Regions from separate parts of the Mus musculus genome. Here region 1 is linked to region 2. A link is a contact called in public Hi-C data. All regions are on one chromosome and are shown on one strand. Each heading gives the region's core, a stretch centred on a gene start, on an enhancer-like site or on the middle of the called end of the contact. The rest is flanking DNA. Distances are from core to core; before and after follow the strand shown.

Region 1 (5,495 bases), core at 135-2,634, 2.2 Mb after region 2:
TGTGTGTGTGTGTGTGTGTGTGTGTGTGTGTGTGTGTGTGTGTGTGAGTGTATGTGTGTGTGTGTGTGTCTGTGTGTGTCTGTGTGTGTGTGTACGCGCGCGCGCGCATGCCGACTAAGCGTCTCTCTCTTGGCAATCTTAGCCAACAGCGCTTTCTGTTTCTCCAGGAGGTCCTGAAGTCTCTGTAGCCTCTCAGACAAGGTGCCAGTGGTAACCCGCGGCGATCTGCATCTCCCTCTAATGCGCACTCCCAAGTCGGCCCCTGCGCGCCCTCTCGCAGTCACCCGCGCTCGCCCTCCCGCCCTCTCCGGGGACGCGCGCTCTGGTTGGCTCCGGACTTGGTACCCTAGACTGTTGTGCAGAGGATTAGCGTGTGTGGGGGATGGGGGTGGAGGGTGGGGGTGGGAAGGGAAGAATAATGATGGCCCTTTTCGTCCCTATCAAGAGCGGGACCCTAGCATTCAATGACCCCCAGGGTCCTTGTGCCCTGCGGAGTGCGTTGTGATTGGAAGACGAGTAGGCTGCTGCGGGGCTGAGCAGGTGCCGGTCCGCTGCTTCTGTGTCTGCCCGGCGCTCATAGCTGGGAGCACAGCGTCCCTGAGCGCCCGTGGATCCCCCACCCCTTCCACCCCCTTGCCAAGTGCGCATTCTTTTAAATGCAAACGCCATGGTTTCAGGTGCCTGATGCTGCTGGCAGGGTAGAGAGGCCCCAGGTGAGTGTATGTGTGCCTCCTTTGGGGCTGGGGAGGTCGCCCTCGCAGAAGCGCGCCCTCGCTGCGCACCGCGGGGAGCCGGACAGATAAGTGAGCAAAGAGCGGGAGTAGGGGGGGAGGGTATCCGTGCGGAGTTTCCCGTGGCGTTCCCAAGTTACTGCGTGTTGTGTTGAGACGTGCTTCTGCCTGGCAGGACAGGCTTGAGGACTGAGTTCTCCCGAGATCCTCCAGGAAAGCAGTGTTGACAGACACCAGGTGCAACGCGAGGGAAGTAGTCAGGGTGAGAGTGAATCCCAATCCCAGCCCACTTCAAATGCAGAGGTAAACACTCGCCATCTCCACCGCTGTCCTCTAAGAGGTACCCAGCGGATCTTTCCGTGGACCTTGAACTGATGCTGGCACAACTCGGAGCAAATTGTGCCACCGCTTTCTGCAGAGGTCTGAGGCTGGAAGGAGGTGTGTGCCTTGTGTAAGCAGGAGCAGGATTCCTTTGAACCATCTGCCCTAGACCTCTTTGGCCTTATGTGAATGTGGAACTCAAGTATGGTTGCTCTTTTTTTCCCCCCTAGTAATTAGTATTCCGTTGGTCAGGTGCATCTTCAGGGTTTGCTTCCACTTCGCCTCTTTGTACCTTTGGTGTGAGCTGGGAAAAGGGCACCCTGCTTCTCTGGAATTCATTCTGGACTTGGACATCTTCGTGGGTTCACTTGGCACAAGGCTAGTTGCTGGTATTCAGCCTTCCAGCCTCCCAGCGTGGATTGATACAAAAGGACCTTAGCTTTGAATGGCTTCACGGTTTAGATCATTAACCCTTCGGATTTCTTAGATGTCATAGTTCAGGTAAGTAAAGATTACCAAAATAAATTAACCCTGAACTGGGGAAATCATAAGCTGTTAGGGAAAAAAAAAATCACAGATTTAGAATCTCTAGACTGTGAAAAATTTGCATAGTAATTCATTAATATTTGTAAAACACCTTTTACTTTGCAAGAGATATATTTAGGTCATGTATTAAATTCAATATTTATAAAAATAAGACTTACCCTCCACAATATCAGTGCCCAGCAGGTGTTTTGTTTTGTTTTTTACAGAGGTGGATTGACAGAACTTTAATCTCTCTTTACAGATAGGAAAATTTATTGTCATCGTATTGAAATTGCAAATTGACAGTATTTGCTGTTAAAGGTAGATTGCTAGTGCAAAAACCAAAAATGTATTTTTAGAGTTCTGTTGTAGTAGGAACCATTATTAAAAGGAAGTTTGTGTAGATGCACGGTCAGCAAAATCTAAGTAGTTTTGAGTCTTTATAAAGAGTTGTTAAGGGGAAGGAAGAACTAAGAGTAATTCCAACTGCACCTTCCAGAAACCCACTCAAACAGCTCGTTTTCTAAAGAACTGGTCAGACGTCATGTTGAGCCAAATGCTTGCTATTCTATGTGAAAGAGAAATGCATTCAAATGACTTTCTTTATTTTTACGGGCTATTTTGAAAAGCATGGAGTAACTGCAAAAGTATAGGTTGCTGGCCAGCAACTTCATGGTAATCTTCCTTGTGTACTCCTGTTTAATTGTCAGTGGCTAAGTGGAAGCTGTGAGGCAGCATCCAGTTTTAATAGTTTTATCTGAGTAAGCTTGCTGAAATTTTGTGTGTGGAAAGAGAAATAAAGCAAGAGGCACAGCCTATCACCCTCCTAGAAGCTATTCTAGTTTGTAGTGTTACTAAAAGGGCATTGTGCACTCTCAGTGTGAAGTATTACTGTAATTAAAGACTGCGATAGGTCATTAGAATTGCATTAACTATCAGTTGACAGATGCACACCTCTTCCTAAGTCTACTTTTATTGATTTAGTGTCAGAGAGTTGTTCTCTTTCTTATGAAAGGCTACTACAAGGCATCTATATTAGTGAAACGTACCCTTGAATTGACTCTCGGTTTTTAGCATCCAATAGGGAGAGAGGGTGGAGAACATATTTGTTGGCTACTGCTCAGCCTTCTTTGGTCTGAAAAATAAAACCACTGTCTCTTTTCAGGCATCATTTTCTTGCCAGCATTGCTATTATTCAGTATTTTGGTTTCTAAGTGGTATCAGGGGTCTAAACTTCTCAGACTGTATATAGATATCAAAAAAAAAAAAAAAAAAAAAAAAAAAGAAAAGAAAAAGAGAATGAATACATCTATGTGTCAAGTTAAATACTTTTCCAAATCTTTCAGAAAGGTGCTATATACTAAATCCTTAACTTGTTTTCTTTTGTACATATTATTGTTGAGTGATTCCAACCGTCCTGAATTTTATAAGGATTTATATTTATTGCTTCAACAGCTTGCAGTGCATCACAGTGTTCTTTCTTGGAAGGAAAAAGAAATAGAAAATGTTTTTTACTTCATTAGAAGGCTTCAAACCCATATCTTAAATTGAGAATTTTAGAAACTTCCAGACTAGCCTGCATGCACGAGTTAATTCCAAAGGGACAGAAATGCAAGTGTTTGTGCAGTGAATAAGAGAGTCTGACTTTCCTTGCTCTGGTGGCAAAGGGGAGCTGAGGGCAAACCATGTGACAGAGTCCTGTGTGACCATCTCCCTAGCCTCTAACAAGCAGAGGAGATCTAACTCTGACCAACAGTACAACAGTGCCTCCTCTGGGAATTTGCTGGTTCTGCAGAGAAGCCCCCTTGATCACTGCCCCCTCCCCCACCTTGTCTTGCAAGACTCCTCACTGACAGAATGTCCAGGGCCATTTAATATGCAGATGTCTATCCATACATTCAGTTCTTATTACAGAAAAGATTTTTCATTCTTGAAAATTTTATTTCAAGTTATTTTGTAAAGTATTTATTGGAACATAAAGCCTTTCACGGAAGTCGTGTAAATCACACCTGACAGAAAGGTGTAATACAAGGGCAAATTAAAAACTAAAACTAGAAAAACAAGATTTTCTATAATAATAAAATGTAAAGAGGTAGCCCTAGAAGTACAATACATCCATTTAGTTATTACATAAATAATTCAGGAGGGCTGTGGTTTGTTACTTTGTTTACTTTTTAATTTGTACAGGCTTCAATATAAACCATGTGCTTTTCCCCTTTTTTATTTCTTTCTCCCAAGAGAGAAGTTGTTTCTATTTCAGTGCAATTATCTATATAATCCACTTAGGGAAAATTTTTCCTCATGGTTGATAGCCAGATGCACACTAAAGGCTATGTGATTAATTTCTAGGGCCCCTGACTCTATACTGAAGCTTGTTACTAGTAGGAGATTGTGGTCCATGGTTTTAGTGTTGTGTAGCCTAGGAAGTTAATGGACTTCATCATGGTCTCATTATGTGAGAAATCTCAAAGAACAGAAATTCCCAAAGCTCACTAATTGAAATGAAATTATATAATACAAATATACATACAAATGCATATACATATATATGTATGAGTGACACCAATATTACATAGGATTAATATTAAATTGACAGAATGTCATGTTAAATAACATACAAATTCAGCCTAATGCATAACAGTAGTGTTTTACCATGCTAGAGACTATAGATGGTAAGATTATATCTAGAATGATAATAATAGCATGCAGCTTTATATATTAGGATTTATAGTAACAACCCATAAGGTAAAACTGGCATGCTAGTTATTTTCATGAATAAAATCTTCCTATTTATTAATTTTGTATTCTGAAATACTGTTCTAAATTGATGCCCTATTTCTAAATTTCCCAATGGAATGTTTTTCAGGTTTTTTTTTTTTTCAGTAGAAATGGTTAACTTCTTAGTGTTCTAACATAGTTTTTGATAATCAAGGAATTTCAGTAGTGAAAAGGTAATCTTATTTTTTTGATACCGCTCACTGTCTATGTTTTTTTTTTTTTAATATAGTCAAAGTTTCTAGAAAAAAAGTTTCCTTAACCCTTTACTTTCATTCTCAACTTCACGTTTTTCTGAGAAGCTATTAAATGTTTTCTTATGTTAAAAATTCCAAGTTAAGGTTAAAAGGAACTTTGAATATTATATAATTCTTGCTTATGAAAAAGATTGGAAATTCTGAGAATTATACATTAAAAAAGATTTATTAACTTAACTAAATAATTCTTAGCAAACATTAAAAAATACTCCCTGAATTGGTTTGTCCCAAATACCAAAAGAATGGATCTTTGTGACCTTCGACATTTAATAAGAATTCTGTAGAATTCATTTTTGTGGCTTATGCTACTCATCTGTGGCTTTACCAATATTTTCCAATATCAAGAACATTAAATTTGTGAGTTCTTCATGGTTTTCTCTAACATGAACTCTCAGGAAACCGAGAGTGTTTTATTCTTAGTGTCGAAGTGACATTCTCTTAGACTGTTTCATAGATATTGCCCTTACTAGCTTGGCATCTATAGACACAACTGGAATTGAAATGTGGCTGATTCTATGAAAATCTTCTTGTCTCAGTCATCTTTCAAATGTAGACACTTGATCATCCATGTGCTGAAAAATGTTAGAATGTATATTGTTATTTTTAAATGTATTAAATGTTTTTCCATTACGAATTTTTTTAAAAAAGCAATAATGAGGATATAATATCCCTTACGCAAAGCCAACTATATATTCCTCAATGCAAATTCTTCCTTGAGCTTAAACTACACCACTTTCTTCTGAGGATTATCTGGAAAAGAACTCTGCCTTCCTCCCAGACTTAGCCAAAGAACCAGCAGTGAAAGATTGCTCTAAGGCTTTGTGATTTTGCACAGTGGCTTCTAGCTACTTCTCTTGTTGCATTTCTGCTTTTAAGGAAGTGTGTT
Region 2 (5,303 bases), core at 1,831-4,330:
GTATTTCTTACAGTTATCTCTGGTATGATTACTACCCTTAATGCTTACCCTTTCATGATGTGACCATGGCCTCTGTGGTCACATGGACCCTGTCCATCCTAAAATGCCAAGTAAAGGTATGTCTGTGTCAGCTTCTGCCAGATGCTTTCCAGATCTCACAGAACTGCTCTAATGTTTTGGGCTTCTTAACAGCTTCCCTCTTTTTTTTTCTTTCTTTTTTTCTTCTCTGATTTGTTTTTGCTGAAATAATCTGAAGTTGTCCATGCAGGGATCTAACTCCGTATGTAGCCATTAGTATGATGGTCTTCAACTCCAACTTGACCTGCCTGGTTTTTCTAAAGTGCTGAAATTATACAAGTAACTCAGAAAGCTGTAAGCGAAGGACTTTAAATATGTTCTCATGTTTGTAAGATAATCTTCAAAATATGTGTGATTTCAGTTTCTTTCCAGACTTAAAACATCCATTGTTTCTTTTTCCTTCTGGATGAAGTAGAACATCACAGTATATAAAAAGCAGCCTGCTTTGTAACTTTCTCCTCTCTAGAATGGAGTAGGAGGCTCATGAATTTATCAGAATTAAAAGGAACATCAAAAGACACAAGCTTCCCTCACCATGTGTATAAAAACAGTGAATAATTAGGGGGGGAGGAGCTTTGGGAGAAGCATGCAGTTTGAACAGGGTACTCAAGTGAAGCAGCCTTCTCAAGTCATGCTACGGTGGGGGCCTCTGGGTACTTTGGCTGGCTCTGCATTATTTATGTCCAGGTAGGAAACTGTCCTGCAAGGAATGCTTTAGATAGTAAGCCCTGAGAATGTACTGGTTCGCCATGTGAATTTGAGAAGACCTTTCCTTTTATCTTCTGTCAGTTCCTGTGCTGAGGTCAGTGGCCACTTAGGCATATCTCCTCAGAAGACTTCACCTCACAGGAAACAGCATTTGCATGGATGGCATAACATTTTCCTATGCTATTCTTTAATTTTTATATTTTTGTAAAGAGATAACTACATGACGTTTTTAAGACAAGAAATACCACAGGTGGCAAACAAGCAACTTTGTAAAAATTTTGATGTTAAGGAATATCCAAGTTGTGATGGTTCAAATATTCTTGGCAGAGGGAGTGGCACTACTAGGAGGTGTGGATTTGTTGGAGGAGTGGACTTTCAGACCCTTATCTTAACTTCCTGGAAGCCAGTCTTCTCCTGTTTGCCTTCAGATATAAGATGTAGAACTCTCAGCTCCTCCTACAGCATGCCTCCCTGGAACTTGCCTTGATGATACTGGACTGAGTTTCTGAACCTGTAAGTCAGATCCAATTAAATGTGTCCTTATAAGAGTTGCCTTGATCATAGTGTCTGTTCATAGCACTAAAGCCCTGAGACACAAACTTACTTCAATAAAAATATACAAGGCATCTCATGATAGTGTGAGACAAACATGCCAATTTGAGTCTCCTAGGCAAATGTCACATTTTTGAGGCATGCATACATGAAAATTGGCAAACAAGAATAGCAGGAGGTCATGGAAGTGTCTTCAGCTAGAGAGTGTCAACAGGGGGAAATTAAGCCTTTATTAGCACAAAAACAGCAGGCAAATGATTGTTACATAATTATATCCAGTTTTTCTTGAAGGATGGAGATTTGTTTGTCTACTACTGAGAAAAAAATATTTTTCTCTGTTTATCAAGCTGGAGTGATAAATACATTTTGTTCCTACTGATGTTTTTGTCTAAAGAAATGCTAGGAAAATTCAGCAGCCCAGCATGGAGTCCGACCTTTCTGCATACCTTTCATACAGTCCTGTTTTTCTTCTTGAGTTCTTTCTTTGTGAAATGGTTACTCATACTTTATGTAAATTCATTTTAAGTGAGACTGTGTAGCTAAATAGAGTTTATCTTCATTTCACCAAAGCTGTCATAATATGGTTATCTGTCCGGGTTTCGCTACTTTCCAGAATGCATTTATTCTTTACATTTATTATTATGGTTTTAATATCTTACTGAAGAGAAGATACACATTGAGGCCTTCACCAAAACTTTTGGACTAGTAAATAAGATAAAATTGTGGAAAAAAATGGACTATAAATTATTTAGCTCACGTTACTAAATTGAAATAAGATCATACTGGATTCAGCAAACTCTGAATCCAGTGATAAGTGTCTTGCTAAGAAATAGAATGTAAATTTGGGGATCAATCACACTATCATTGTGACACAGAGAAGAGGGAAGCTGGACAGACACAGCCATAAGCTAAGGGTCACATATCATAGCAGCCATGAGAAGATAGACGAAGCAAGAAAAGATCTTTCAATACAGCCAATAAAGGGGATATGACAGCCCTGTTAACATCTTGATTTTAGAAAATTTTCCCACAGAACTGTGAGAGAAAGACTCAACTGTTTTGTGGAATTCTGCTAAATGTACTATTAAACTGGTAAGGGCATCACATTTTAATTTTCAAGGCAAAATATGTGCATATGGGAAAACTTACCAGAACATTATGATTCACTTTAGAAGTCTGGATATAAGCCACTTAAATACCACAAACCCAGGATTACAATTCCAAAGAACAGTTTTTGAGGACCAAATTCTGTTTTAATCATCATACTAATGTCTGCCTTGAGATTCCACTCTCTCATCTACAGTCTTGGTTTTATACCTAGGTGTTGTTAGAAATCTTATATAGAAATCTGTATAGATCTCTATAGAAACTAAAAATACATTGTTTTGGAAAGAATATGTATCTTAATGGGTATCTTTACTAAATATTTCCATGAGAGCACCATACAGCCTATTAAATAGCTAGGGAATGGGAGCTATTCATTTTCTTTCTATCTACAGAATTTTTATATGGTCCCTTAGAGGTTTCTTAATTCTAAAGTGGTTTTCTTTTTTTCTTTTTCCTGATTTGGATGGAAAATATCAGCTTCCTTTACTGAAATTCTTCCAATTGCTTCTCCAAATGTCAGTTGTATTGGACTTTCCTGAGGGGGAAAAATATTGCTGTCAGGGAAGCAGTTTGCAGATCAAGTAGATAACAGAAGCCAGGGTGCTATTATTAGCTGGGAGGCACTGAGGCTTGCAGGTTACACAAGGGAGGGAAATGGCAACATTCAGGTAAGAGGAGAGAATAGGAAACGGATCAGGAAGGATAGCTGCGCTTTTCTCTCATCACTTTCCTACCAATAAACAAAGAGAAGCGGTTCAGCAGGAATCTCTGGACTGTCTGTCTGTCTACTACCACCTCCTGTCTGTCTGTCTACTACCACCTTTTGAATCTAAATTACCAAAAAAATTATAATAGCTTTTTAAAAAGCATTTCAAGGTTGGTTGTAAAATCTCCAGTTTGGGTCAGTGGGCACAAATGAGCAGCCAAAAGTCAAGCCACATGTTAGAGGAAAGTTATTTATATCTTGCCCTATGTGGCTGTGTCCCAGCTCAGGGGAACTGCAGACAGCCCTTTCTCAAGTTGCCCTGTGTTGCTTCACAGTTCACAACAATCTGACTAATGGTTGCAATTTCTTCTCTAATTAGATTTTTGTCATGTGAAAATGCAAAGGTTCTTTATTTCTGCTTCACTTTCCCCTTCACCTTTCCCCACGTTTGATTTTATTTTTATTCACAACTTGGTTTGGTGATTCTGTGGAAATTTTCTCAGCCTTGGCCACGGTATCCTTAGTGCTTCATCTCTGGCAGCAATTTTGTGATGCTTGTCAGCTTCCATTTTACCCTGTGTGTCTTCTTTCTATATAAAGCTCAGCCATTAGTCATTGTTTTGGTTTTTTTTTTGTTTGTTTTTTTTTTTTTGTTTTTTTTTTTTGTTTTGTTTTGTTTTTTAAAGATAATGTTGGTTATGAGCCTGGAACAACTTGAATAAACTTGCAATAAATGATCCTATCCAAATGCAGAGAGAATTCACCAGGCACTGGCAATAACCGGGGCTTTCAGCCAGCATCAGTAAAAGCTGTCACCTCCCAAGCAAAAGCACTGAGTGGTGCCACAGGCAACTCTTCATAATTGGCCTTCCCAGGAACCAGTGTCTTTTAGTGGAATTGCCCTTAACAGCTACCACACATTCTCTCGTGCATGCACTCTACCTACCAAAAATTAAATTTCCAAGTCAACATTCTGAAATCCTTTTTAGCAAATGACTCGATTTTCAATCTCTTGACAATCAAGGAAGCAGATCTCCATTGAGGACTCCTTCCAAGCCTCTAAGCAAGGCTAACTCTAAGTTCCTTTAAATAACACAATTTGTTTGTTCTCATAATTTGAAACAAAATAGTGCTTGGTGAGGAATGGAAACAATGTCATATTTGCAATCTTGCCTCGTGAAAAGGCTCCTAGAGAAAGCCTGATGAAATTCTCAGGACAGAGATGTCAGCACTACTGGATTTTAGTACACCAGTCCTTGGAACTTATACATATTAAGGGAGCTTGAAACCCTCCTTGTTTTGCTGGACAAATCAGCCAGTACTTTATATTTTTTATGTGATCTTATTGATCATGGAAAATTTAAGAACCTTTTCCTAACTATAATTTGAGTATTTTTAATATTGAAAACTCATTTAGAATAGGTAGAAATTAACTTGTTGTAAACTAAGTATCAAATAAATCAGTAATAAAAAATTAAGCAAGCCATATTGCCAATACATAGCCCCTCTCGTATGGAACAAGTGTGTGTGTGTGTGTGTGTGTGTGTGTGTGTGTGTGTGTGTGTGTGTGTGTGTGTGTGTGTATGAATGTTTGTATGTGTGTATGTATGTATCTATGCATATGTATATTGGTATATATGTGAGTATATATGGATTATGTACATGTATATATGTATGTGTATGTATTTTTGTGTATGCATGTGTGCATGTCTGTACAAGTGTATATGTATCCATGTATGTGTATATGTGTGAGTGTGTATCCCTGTGCCCATTCATACATGTTCTTGTTCATGTTCTTGACTTGAGTGTTGGTCCTCGAGTTTCCAACTTGTTTTCTTTGCTCACTGATGCATATTTCAATCTTCTTGAGCATGCAGCTTCCAGGAACTCCCATGCCTCTGTGTCCCATCATGAAGCAGGAATCCAGGAATTACAGATATTCACTATTGTTTCTGCTTTTATGTAGATTCTGTGAATCTGGACTCAAGTCTTCAAGCTTATGCAGCAAGAACTTCACACAATCTACCATCTTCTGAGCTCTAGAGTATGTACTTTTAGTTTTTTAGAAGTAACTTTACTGCAAACCACTCTTTTAAGTATGCATAACATCATGCCAGTCTTTACTTTAGATGCTCCAGTGTCTTCCATCATA

The links. Hi-C and Micro-C count contacts between places; a contact is called where the count stands out from the background.
Region 1: a contact with region 2 is called in a Hi-C map of cerebellar granule neurons, with 1.7 times the contacts expected there. The contact joins the promoter of Cdh7 here to the enhancer-like site in region 2. A contact is called at or near these places in 3 of 39 promoter capture datasets (the 3T3-L1 cell line, embryonic stem cells and hippocampal neurons), 2 of 484 Hi-C or Micro-C datasets (cerebellar granule neurons and cerebellum) and 1 of 115 datasets of contacts at active chromatin or transcription factors (embryonic forebrain).

What each region holds. Positions count from the first base shown.
Region 1 is chr1:109,982,339-109,987,833 of GRCm38.p6, forward strand. Cdh7 (cadherin 7, type 2) reads left to right here and starts at 1,385. Exons shown (of 12, transcript NM_172853.3): 1 at 1,385-1,553.
Region 2 is chr1:107,764,326-107,769,628 of GRCm38.p6, forward strand. No RefSeq gene overlaps it. Among named protein-coding and RNA genes, the nearest start is that of Gm24267, 10 kb to the left of the region's middle. Within about 2 kb of position 3,081, at least 2 of the 459 cell types and tissues checked have an H3K27ac peak or open chromatin away from gene starts, as enhancers often do. A contact at or near this core is called in cerebellar granule neurons, where this site is marked.